2 separate regions of the Triticum aestivum genome follow, and region 2 is linked to region 1. The links are chromatin contacts, called in public Hi-C maps. All regions are on one chromosome and are shown on one strand. Each heading gives the region's core, a stretch centred on a gene start, on an enhancer-like site or on the middle of the called end of the contact. The rest is flanking DNA. Distances are from core to core; before and after follow the strand shown.

Region 1 (4,910 bases), core at 2,211-4,710:
AACAAAACTAATATTGAATATATTTTTTGGAAATTAGTTTTTAGACAACTAAATAACCATGCTTCAAACTTGTTTCGTACAATTGTTTTAATTCCATGCAAATTTTTTTTAATAATGTTGCATTCTATTTCGTAAAGAAAAAAAATCTAACTATTACACTATGGCTCGCTGTGTTCCGTTGTGTATCATAATGTTACATTGTCTGCCGATGTGTATCAAATTGATTCTTCTTAATTTTACAGTGTTTCATCATGTTTCAGAACATGGATTTTCAAAATTGTTAAAATATATTCAAAAGTGGTCTCGTTTTAAAGTTCTCGTTGTCATAAACACAAATATGCAAACAGGTCATAGATTAAAATTTTGATTCAAAAGATAAAGTAGATTTTAACTTGGAAATAGAATTAAAAAGTATGGGATGGTGGAGCCTCGCCGGGATAGTGTGCTTTCATGTGTCAGAGAAAAATATAGCAAGTATCAGCAGCATTAAACCATCAATGCATGGCATCGGATCTTAAGGAAAAATCAACGGCTCTCCCATGCACGGTACCTCCCGTGCACGGGAGAATTGCTTTTCTCTAACTTCACTGTATACTCTTGAAATAATAACTGTAGCTTCGTCGCCGATGAATACTGCTTCGTCTACTATATACTACGCTTTGTCCGGTTTATAACTCTAGCAGACATTCAAATACTTTTTTGGGCTAATCAAAGGGTGATTCATCCAGTTTTATGCATGTCGGAGGACCAAAACCGTCGCCGATCAACTCCTCGCTATGAGTGCTGGTGGAGCTGCGCCATTTGTTTTATTTTTTGAAAACCATACATCTCTAAAACTGTGAAAAAACGTTCAAACACAAAATACAGAAGAAAAAATAGAGCTTGAGGGTAGCTTTAAATGAACACACACTCACAAATCAAGGAACATCTACTCACAAGACATCATATCCACACTGAGACTCATTAACCGCCTTTGCATCCAATCAACATGGACTAATATTTTGCAGTGTCCACCTTCAACTTACTGTTGATGTCTGCCAAAGCACGAATTGCCCCGGTTGCTTTGCCATGAAACAACTTTTTGTACAAATTCAGGTTGGCCTTCATCTTGTGCTTGTCCCCTTCCTCTTTGTTCACCTCCCGCAACTCCCAAAATGCCTTCATCAACCTGTGCACTCGGTTATCGAAATATTGCCCACCTTGTTTTTCTTATCTAGACGCTCGTTACGCGCTATGTGTGACTGTGTGAGACACACCATCTTCCTCCACCCGCAAGGGCATCGGAGTCCCAAATAGACCACACAAGTAACCTTATTGATAAACTCATCCCCGAGATTGGTGATGCAAGGTACATCGACCTTCGTCACATCAACAGACCAACAATTGTTGTGCTCGAAAGCTCTGCAACACCAACCTTGTTGCGCTTGCGTCACCAGGTACGCATGGGCCTTTGATCACCCATTGCAACATGAACCATGGTGTGGTGACCTCCATCTATATGACTTGGGCTTTTGTCATCCATTACGTGACATGGGCCTCTGATCATTGCAACATGGACTATGTTGTGTTTACCTATTGCAACATGGACCATGTTGTGGTTAGATGCTGCAATCTGGCGGTGGGATGCGGCAGCACGCTCCATGTGTGAATCCATGGGAAGGAGTCGTCAGGGGAGAAGCCGATGGATACATGGAGAAATGCGGGTTGCAGTGGTTGGTCGTACGTTGTCGGTGACTGCGGTGGTGGATGGGCTGAGCCGCACATGTGGTTGGGCCGGCAGATCTAGGATGCGGCAGCACGCTCCATGTGTGAATCCATGGGAAGGAGTCGTTGGGGGAGAAGCCGATGGATACATGGAGAAATGCGGGTTGCAGTGGTTGGTCGCACGTTGTCGGTGACTGCGGTGGTGGATGGGCTGAGCCACACATGTGGTTGGGCCGGCAGATCTGGGATGCGGCAGCACGCTCCATGTGTGAATCCATGGGAAGGAGTCGTCGGGGGAGAAGCCGATGGATACATGGAGAAATGCGGGTTGTCGTGGTTGGTCGCACGTTGTCGGTGACTGCGATGGTGGACGGGCTGAGCCGCACATGTTGTTGGGCCGGCAGATCTGGGCTGCGGCAGGGTTGCGATGGACGATGCCTGATGGCCGGGGAGGGTCCCGACGCAACATGGGATAGGGCAGTGAGCAGGGAAGAGCAGGGGTGTGGGTAGACGATGCCGCCTGCTCGGCAAAATACTTGCGGTTGCGGCCGCATGAGGAGACACTTAGAAGAAAGGGAAAGCGGTAGGTGGGCCCATGGTCCAACCCGGGACTGGTTAGGATCCTCTGCAGTACTGCAGAGTGCAGTATAGTCACTGACATGTGGGACCCGGCCCCACATGTCATCCGGTGTACTGACCATAAAGTACTACAGAGAATCTCAACCCCATGGGGACGCGTGGCAGACAGAGGAAGCGGTTGACCCAAAATCAAGGATCCGTTCGGTTGATTTGAAGCCTTTTCCATAACATTAGGTATTTATTCAGAAAGTTCAGCTAATTCTCTCGAAGGAAAATCACGGTGGAATGCTAGTGCGCAGAGGTATCGGTCCGGGGTTTGAATTACCTATATCGATTAGTACTATGGTCCAAATAGCAGTGACACAAAGAGACGATTAGCTAGCTAGCTACATGATGGAGCAGGGGTCCTGCTGCTGCTGGTAGTGGCAGGGCACGACGGCGCACTGCTCGTACGCGGGCCACGACGGCGGCGGCGCCGGGACGTGGTGCACGTACAACGTCACTGGCGGCTCAGGCGCCCTCCTCTCCGCCGCCACATATGTCTGCTGCGGCTTCTGCTGCTCGGGCTTCTTCTTCTCCTCCGGCTTGGACGCGGTGGACGCCGACGGCGGCGGGCCGATGGTGAGGACGTCGGCGCGCTTCCCGGCCTTCCTCCTGGTGGCCTCCACCACGTCCACCGGGTCCACGCCGCCGGTCACCGTCATCGTGCCCTTCTCCGAGTCGACCTCGATCTTGTCCACACCTGGGCACAGCACGTAAGAGCAACACTTAACCAAGCAAGAAATGCATGGCCTCGCTGCCAGTTCGGCCATGCGATCTGATCCAAACGTACGTACCTTGGAGGCTGGAGACGGCGAGCATGACCTTGCGCTTGCACTTGGCGCAGGAGGTGTCCACCCGCAGCACCGTCCTCTTCGACATGAGCGCTCTCGCGTGGTCGATAGAACCGATCCCGGCCGACCTCCACCACGACAACGACAACGCCGGCCGGCGGCTCTGCTGATGTCTGGTCCCGGGCTATATACAGACGGGTAGCGGTGGTGTCCCGTTTGGGTTTCAGGTGGTTAGGGACCCCGATACGGTCGCTCAACCTCCCCGAACGGGAAGTCCACTGGCTACGGAGTCTAGATATTCTAGATAGCGAATTAGCGATTCACCTTTAGTTTCACCAGGTTTTCAGCCGGGGAAGCGTCACACGAGCCGGGATCAGGCGACCCGATTTTATGTCGCACACACGACGTACTCAACTGTTGTTTCGTCGTGGCAAACATGAAGTCGTCCTTTCCCTTTGTGTGTGTGTGGTCGTTGGGTGTTGGAACCACTTTAACCTGTACATATGACTTCATGCGTGCGGGGTTGTTAGCACAGTGGTCTTGGTGCTCAACTCCTGGTGCATTCTTTTTTCTTTTTTTAAACCGGGCATTACCCCTTTCCAGGAAATACAAAGTTTCCGGCCGGCCATAGACAAGAGTGAAAGTCCTGGTGCATTCTAGACTTTCACAAACGGCACAGCGCACAAATTCAAGAGGTACGGTGAAACAGCAACAGCAAATTCAGAAGATATACTGCAGATGCCCGTCAGACCGTCAGAGCACACAGGGAACACCGTGGCCAGGTGGCCTGCAACGAGAACTTTAGAGTTTTCGTCTGTGCTGCAAACATTACAGCATGTGGTCGCACCGCTGTAAGACAAGTCTGTACATCTTTGTGTCTGTGTATCGAATTCGTGCCGTATTTTCTGCCGCGACGAGACACCCGGTAGGTATTCATCCCTGTACTAGTCATAAAGCTACAATAACAGCGGCAACAAACAGCAGTGAGCGACCGCTCTGCTGCATCTTTTTTCCCGCCCAAGGGGAAGAGCTCCTCGACATTGGAGCTGTACTTACAAGGTTACAACAACAGCCGCAAGAAGAAACAGCAGGGGCCAATCTCATGTGCCGTTTCTGGTCCAGAGGCTTGGAGGAGCTCCTCAATGTTGTGGATCAACCTTTTTTTTCGAACCGGGCTATACCCCTTTCCATTGCAAATGAACGAAAATACAGAGTTCAGAAACATGTCAGGAGGAGGGAAAGAGGTAAAGCGAGTCCGGGCATTGCCAGGAAACCCACTACATTCGCCCGCTATCGAAACGAATGTCATGGGGCGAAAACCTAGACAACACCGAATATCCACAGCAAACACCCATAAATTTTTAACTACAGACAGAGACATGAGACATCCACAAAAGAACCAAAACGCCACCACATGATCGTAAGGTCGCCCAGCTCCAGCCAACGAGGTTTTGCAGCCCTTCAATCTCCTCCGATCGGCACCCTCGCCACGTTGCACATCTCCATCATACGCATCGTGCTCGACCTGATCAACCTTTGTGTCATCACTGGTGCCTCCTCCCTTTGGGGCAATTGCATCATCAAGATAAAAAAAATTCAACCGCTAAGCAACAAAGGCGCCATTTTGAGCAATACAAACATCATGATATACCTCAGACCAACAACACATGCATGTATCAACAACCTAGGGTGTCCTCTATCATGTGTGTTTTCAGTGTACACACATAGTTGCATCATACAGATATATACAGCTGCATTTTTTAGATGAGTATGGCATTTTCTGTAAGGCTTTTT
Region 2 (4,824 bases), core at 886-3,385, 130 kb before region 1:
CCGTACACAAAAGATAATTAGTTAGAACCCCATATTACAATGATACAAAACACAATGTAGAAAATGACGATATTCCAACAAAATCGTTCAAATGTTGAAAATCTGAATAAAGGGACAAACAAATCTGATGAGTTGATAGAAAATATGGCATCATGTTAATACAACAAGAATCAAGAATGTGAAATATAGAATTTTTGGGAACCCGGTGTTCCAAATAGCAGTAAGCAGTTAACTAGCGGTCACCCCCCCTCGCTGCAATAGTGTAGTATATGACTCTCTAGACAGCATTGAGTGCAGTTAAATAAATTTTTAACAAAGAGATGGTCTGTGTAGTGTGCACGATGGCATGCATTAAAAGCTACTCCCTCTGTAAACTAATATAAGACCGTTTAGATCACTACTTTAGTGATCTAAACGGTCTTATAGTGATCTAAACGGTCTTATATTAGTTTGCAGAGGGAGTAACATTTAAAGACTCGTTTCACTATAAGAGTACCAAACTAACAAATAGTATATAATACAGTGTTATGAAAACAAAATCTATTATTTGAGTGACTGAGGCTTCCAAGATGTAAGCACCAACATCAACTCCATGCACTAAACCTATATGTGCACCAAGTAACAAAAGGAAAGGATGGAGTGCACCATTAGTGTCATTCCACATTTCCAATTTCACAAAAGTGTAACACTAACAGCTTAATGTTCTAAAATTTAATCTCAGAGATAACTAAGAGTGGTATATTGGTACATGAATTATATAAACTATCCATATTTACGACCCTAACACTTATATAGCCTTCAACAGCTAGGCTACATACTGGCCCAGAATAAAAATATCAATGCAACTAACTATTCTTCAACTTAGATTTTCCAGCCCCTAAACCCAGACACACAAAAAAATTATAAGGATTCAAGAGCTCCTATGGTTTACAAGGATGCGTACAAGCATAAATACTTTGTAACAGTTAAGAAATTAAATGTTATTCCAATGAACAATTTAAAGGAATTTACCGATATCATATCCAGAGTTCGCGGGGGGGGGGGGGGGGGGGGTCGCATGCATTTTCTGTGGAATCACACCAATCACATAAAACCTAGTGCGGCAGCTGTTGACGGCACTTGATCACGTCAGCTCTCATGTTTGTGTCGAAAAGAGAGCTCACAAGCTCCACATAACGACCACACCCAACAACGTACCACATAATTAAATCATGATGCCCAAGTATATTGCCCTAGTATGTGTGCCAATTATTACAAGTCCCGACAAGTTAAATAGGAAGCTCGCCAAGGACTCCAATAAGCTAGCATAGCGGTGCCCTAGGATTTAGTTCCATGTCACGCTACCGAACAAAGCAGCGAAACCGCCAACAAGCTGCATTACTCTAGCTTCCAGTCTCGTCTTAGCGCTGTTCTCGGTCGATGACGTACGTTTCTCATCTCCTGAGAACCGCATTTCATGCAATTACACGCATTTTGCCACTCAGAACGCGATATACGTCATATGACACGCCCCAAAAAAAAACTCTCACCATGATAATATTGAGATCCTCCTGCGGGATGTTCTCCAGCGAGACCTGCTTGATGGCCACGAAGTCGCCATTCTCCAGGTCAAGCCCCTTGTAGACGCGCCCGTACGCCCCCTTCCCTATCTCGTCCCCCAGCATCTGCACCCGCCCACACACACACACACACACAAACACAGTGAGTGAGGGAACCATTCCCCAAACAATTCGCCGACGCAAAACACCAATTCCGCCGGATCCGAGGCGGGCGGGGAGCGCGGGATGCCTCACGTATTTGTTGCCGAGCGTCTTGGATTTCGGGTTGTGCTGCCGCGTCGCCATCTCGCCCCTCCTCCTCGGAGATTCGGCCCCTCCGCGGCCCGGGGCGCCGCCGGCTGCGGCGGATGCGGGCGGATCGGCGGTCACCGGCGACGAAGATTCCCCTCCGGCGAGCTCGCGGCGAGGGCCATTTAGGTTTAGGGTTTGGGTGCGAAGGGAATTGGGAGTATGCAGGGTGGGGAGCAGCAGGAGGAAGAGGACGAAGGCGACGACGGCGGAGAGGGAGCGAGGGGCTTCTCCGTAATTAAAAAATAAAGTATTTTGTGCAGGCGGGGGGAAGGAAAGTAACGGAAATGAGGAGCGCGAAGCTTTTATAGTGGAGGTGTCCCTTTTTGGAGTGTGCGGAAGCCAACGAGGATACTGGGTGGATAACGGGGGAGCTCCACTGTCAATTAGCTGTCTCCGACTAGCGTCTGCGGTGTGGTGCGTCATTCATTCCGGCCGGGGGCCCCCTCGGTCGACCTCCTTTTCTCACGAAAATGTCACGAGTCTTTGTCTAGCTTTGCTTCGCTGCCTTGTTTTTTTTTACTCTAGTGTAATGTTAAAAAAAATCTTACATTATGAAATAGAGAAGTAGTTTTTATCTATTTCGTTTTTCCAGATTCATGGTACCCGTGAATAAGAGTAGCCAAAAGCTTTATCATTCTTTTTTCTCTCCTGTGAATAATCCTTTGTCGCCAAAAATTCAACTTCCTTTCCTCTTCGTCTTCGGCGTCGTGAGGCGGAGGGGAGGGGATCCTCTTCTCTCATCCTTTTGTACAGTAGATTTTGAATCAAGGTGACAACGCTTCAATGGTGATGGCGATGCCATCTCTATTGAAAGTCTTTCGCCTTCAATCTTATCTTGGTCATGCGCGGTGCAGCGTCTCTGACGAACCCTGGAGTTTTGGTCATCGGTGTTCTTCATGAAAAGAACATATGTGTTGTCCGTCGGTGTGGTTCCATGTGCATCGGTACCCGTGGCAACATCATCTTCTGCGACAACCTATTTCTTCGAGCCTTTGAGGAGCAAGGTCGTCAGCTTGGTCTGGCGATACTAGTGCGGTTGCCTTGCTAGATCGGGTGACCCCCCCCCCCCCCCACACACACACACAGACACATTGATATGTTTGACGTGATTGCCAATTTCCCTCGTACGCGACAGTCTACAATTGCGGCGATTCAACGAGATTGGTTCCTCTACAGGTCTTTCCAGGTACTTCGGCAATTGAATTCCTTAGTGTTGTCCATTATTGGCATGAGCTACGGTGGTGCAACACAAAAGGTTCAACAACGGCTTCAGCAAGAATTTTGAGGCACATAGTTGTAGTCATAGGCTCTCCTTTGTTCAGGGTCATTTTCGTGTCTATAGGTTCAATTACGCATATCCAATTTTCAATTACGCGTATCCTTATTTGAATCACAACAGTCCCTATAAGGGCCCGACAGAACCCCTCCCGAACTTCTGAACTGCCGGCCCGACCCACAGGATCCCGAGGCCGCCCCGACAGGATCCACCTGATCCCCCAATCCCGATCTCGAGCCGACCAACCCCCCTCCTCGCCGCTCCTCCCCTCGATCCCCGACCTCCCCCCTGGTTCGCCGCCAATCCTCACCGGATCCGGCACCTCCCCCCCCCCCCGCGTCTCCAGCTCCTGACCAACCGGATCCGGCGCCTCCCCTCCATCTCCACCTCATGGTCGACCGGATCTGGCGCCACCTCTTGGCCGACCACCGGCGCGGGCGAGAGAGCGACGGCGGACGCTGGCGCGAGGGAGCCAACGTCGCATGGATGCGGCGAAGCCGGCATGGACTTCCGGAAGCCTCATCCTCCTTCCATCCTCACCGCCCGATGCCTTAGCAGAGCAGATGACGACCCCGACGCAAGCTATGGCGCGGCCAACGGAGCAACTCGGTGGCGGAGGCGGCGCCTTCAAATCCAGCAACCGTAGATGAACTTCCTCTCACTTCTTGCCTTTTTCTTCAATCTTGCCTTGCCTGACCTTATTGCTTCGTGTAGATGAACTTCGCGCCCTCTGCAAGACATGGATTGCCATGGAATTCCTCTCCTAGCTCCCCGACGAATTGCTCTCAAGGTGGCCTATCTACTACTGGAAAAAGGTTGGCCAAACTTCTAGCCAGGGTATGGTTGAACTTCCTTCTCTTTGTTATTTTCTTACAGCCATGTGAACTTCAGGTAGTGTGTGAGCCTCAGTCCAGGCTGCAAACATTAGAAAAATTGCCTGCATTAACATGTGAAGTTCAGGTAGTGTGTGAGCCTCAGTCCAGGCTGCAAACATTAGAAAATCTGCCTGCATTAACATGTGAAGTTCAGGTAGTGTGTGAGCATCAGTCCAGGCTGCAAACATTAGAAAACCTATTAGAAAATCTACCTGCATTCATATGTGAAAAGCCATGTGAAGTTCAACTATTAAGTGTGCTAGAGTTCAGGTTGGTATGTATCTGGTTGTGTGCAAAAAATAAAAGGAAAATAAAACATACATGTGATCACATGAAGGTCATGTTGGTATGCACTAGTGGTCCAACCATTCAAACTCATGAAGGTTCAGGTTTTTTAACTGTAGACAGTATTTCCCCTTAGCAAAACAAGAAGTTCAGGTTGTGAAGAGTGCTCAATTCAGGTACATATAAGTAATCAAATAGTGTAGAATTAACAGAATGTGAGGTTCATTCTGTGAAGGGAGCTCAGTTCAGGTACAAAAAGTATTGGCAGATGCTCAGCTCAGTGCAGAGTGTGATGCTTGTCCTAGGGAAAAAATATGTACATGAACACCACTTTTATATGAGAAGTTCAGGCTGTGAATAATGCTCAATTCAGTTACAAGGGTATAGGCAGATGTAACTTGTGTACTAATAAACATTTTTTCTTTTATGTCAGCAAGATGAGAGACACATGAAGAAGCTTAGAAGTTTCCAACAGCAAGTACACAATTCTAAGCATGTACGCGTTGCACCACCCCCTCAATGGGTCACACCTCAAATG

Evidence for each region. Hi-C and Micro-C count contacts between places; a contact is called where the count stands out from the background.
Region 2: a contact with region 1 is called in a Hi-C map of leaf, with 3 times the contacts expected there. The contact joins the promoter of LOC123190670 here to the promoter of LOC123186282 in region 1. A contact is called at or near these places in 4 of 5 Hi-C or Micro-C datasets (leaf and root) and 1 of 1 datasets of contacts at active chromatin or transcription factors (leaf).

The regions. Positions count from the first base shown.
Region 1 is chr2A:732,407,282-732,412,191 of IWGSC CS RefSeq v2.1, reverse strand. It overlaps LOC123186282 (heavy metal-associated isoprenylated plant protein 2), which reads right to left and starts at 3,460. Exons shown (of 2, transcript XM_044598067.1): 1 at 3,120-3,460; 2 at 2,489-3,025. The coding sequence starts at 3,204. The coding sequence ends at 2,670.
Region 2 is chr2A:732,537,484-732,542,307 of IWGSC CS RefSeq v2.1, reverse strand. It overlaps LOC123190670 (MAP3K epsilon protein kinase 1), which reads right to left and starts at 2,135. Exons shown (of 25, transcript XM_044603362.1): 1 at 1,794-2,135; 2 at 1,530-1,664. The coding sequence starts at 1,844.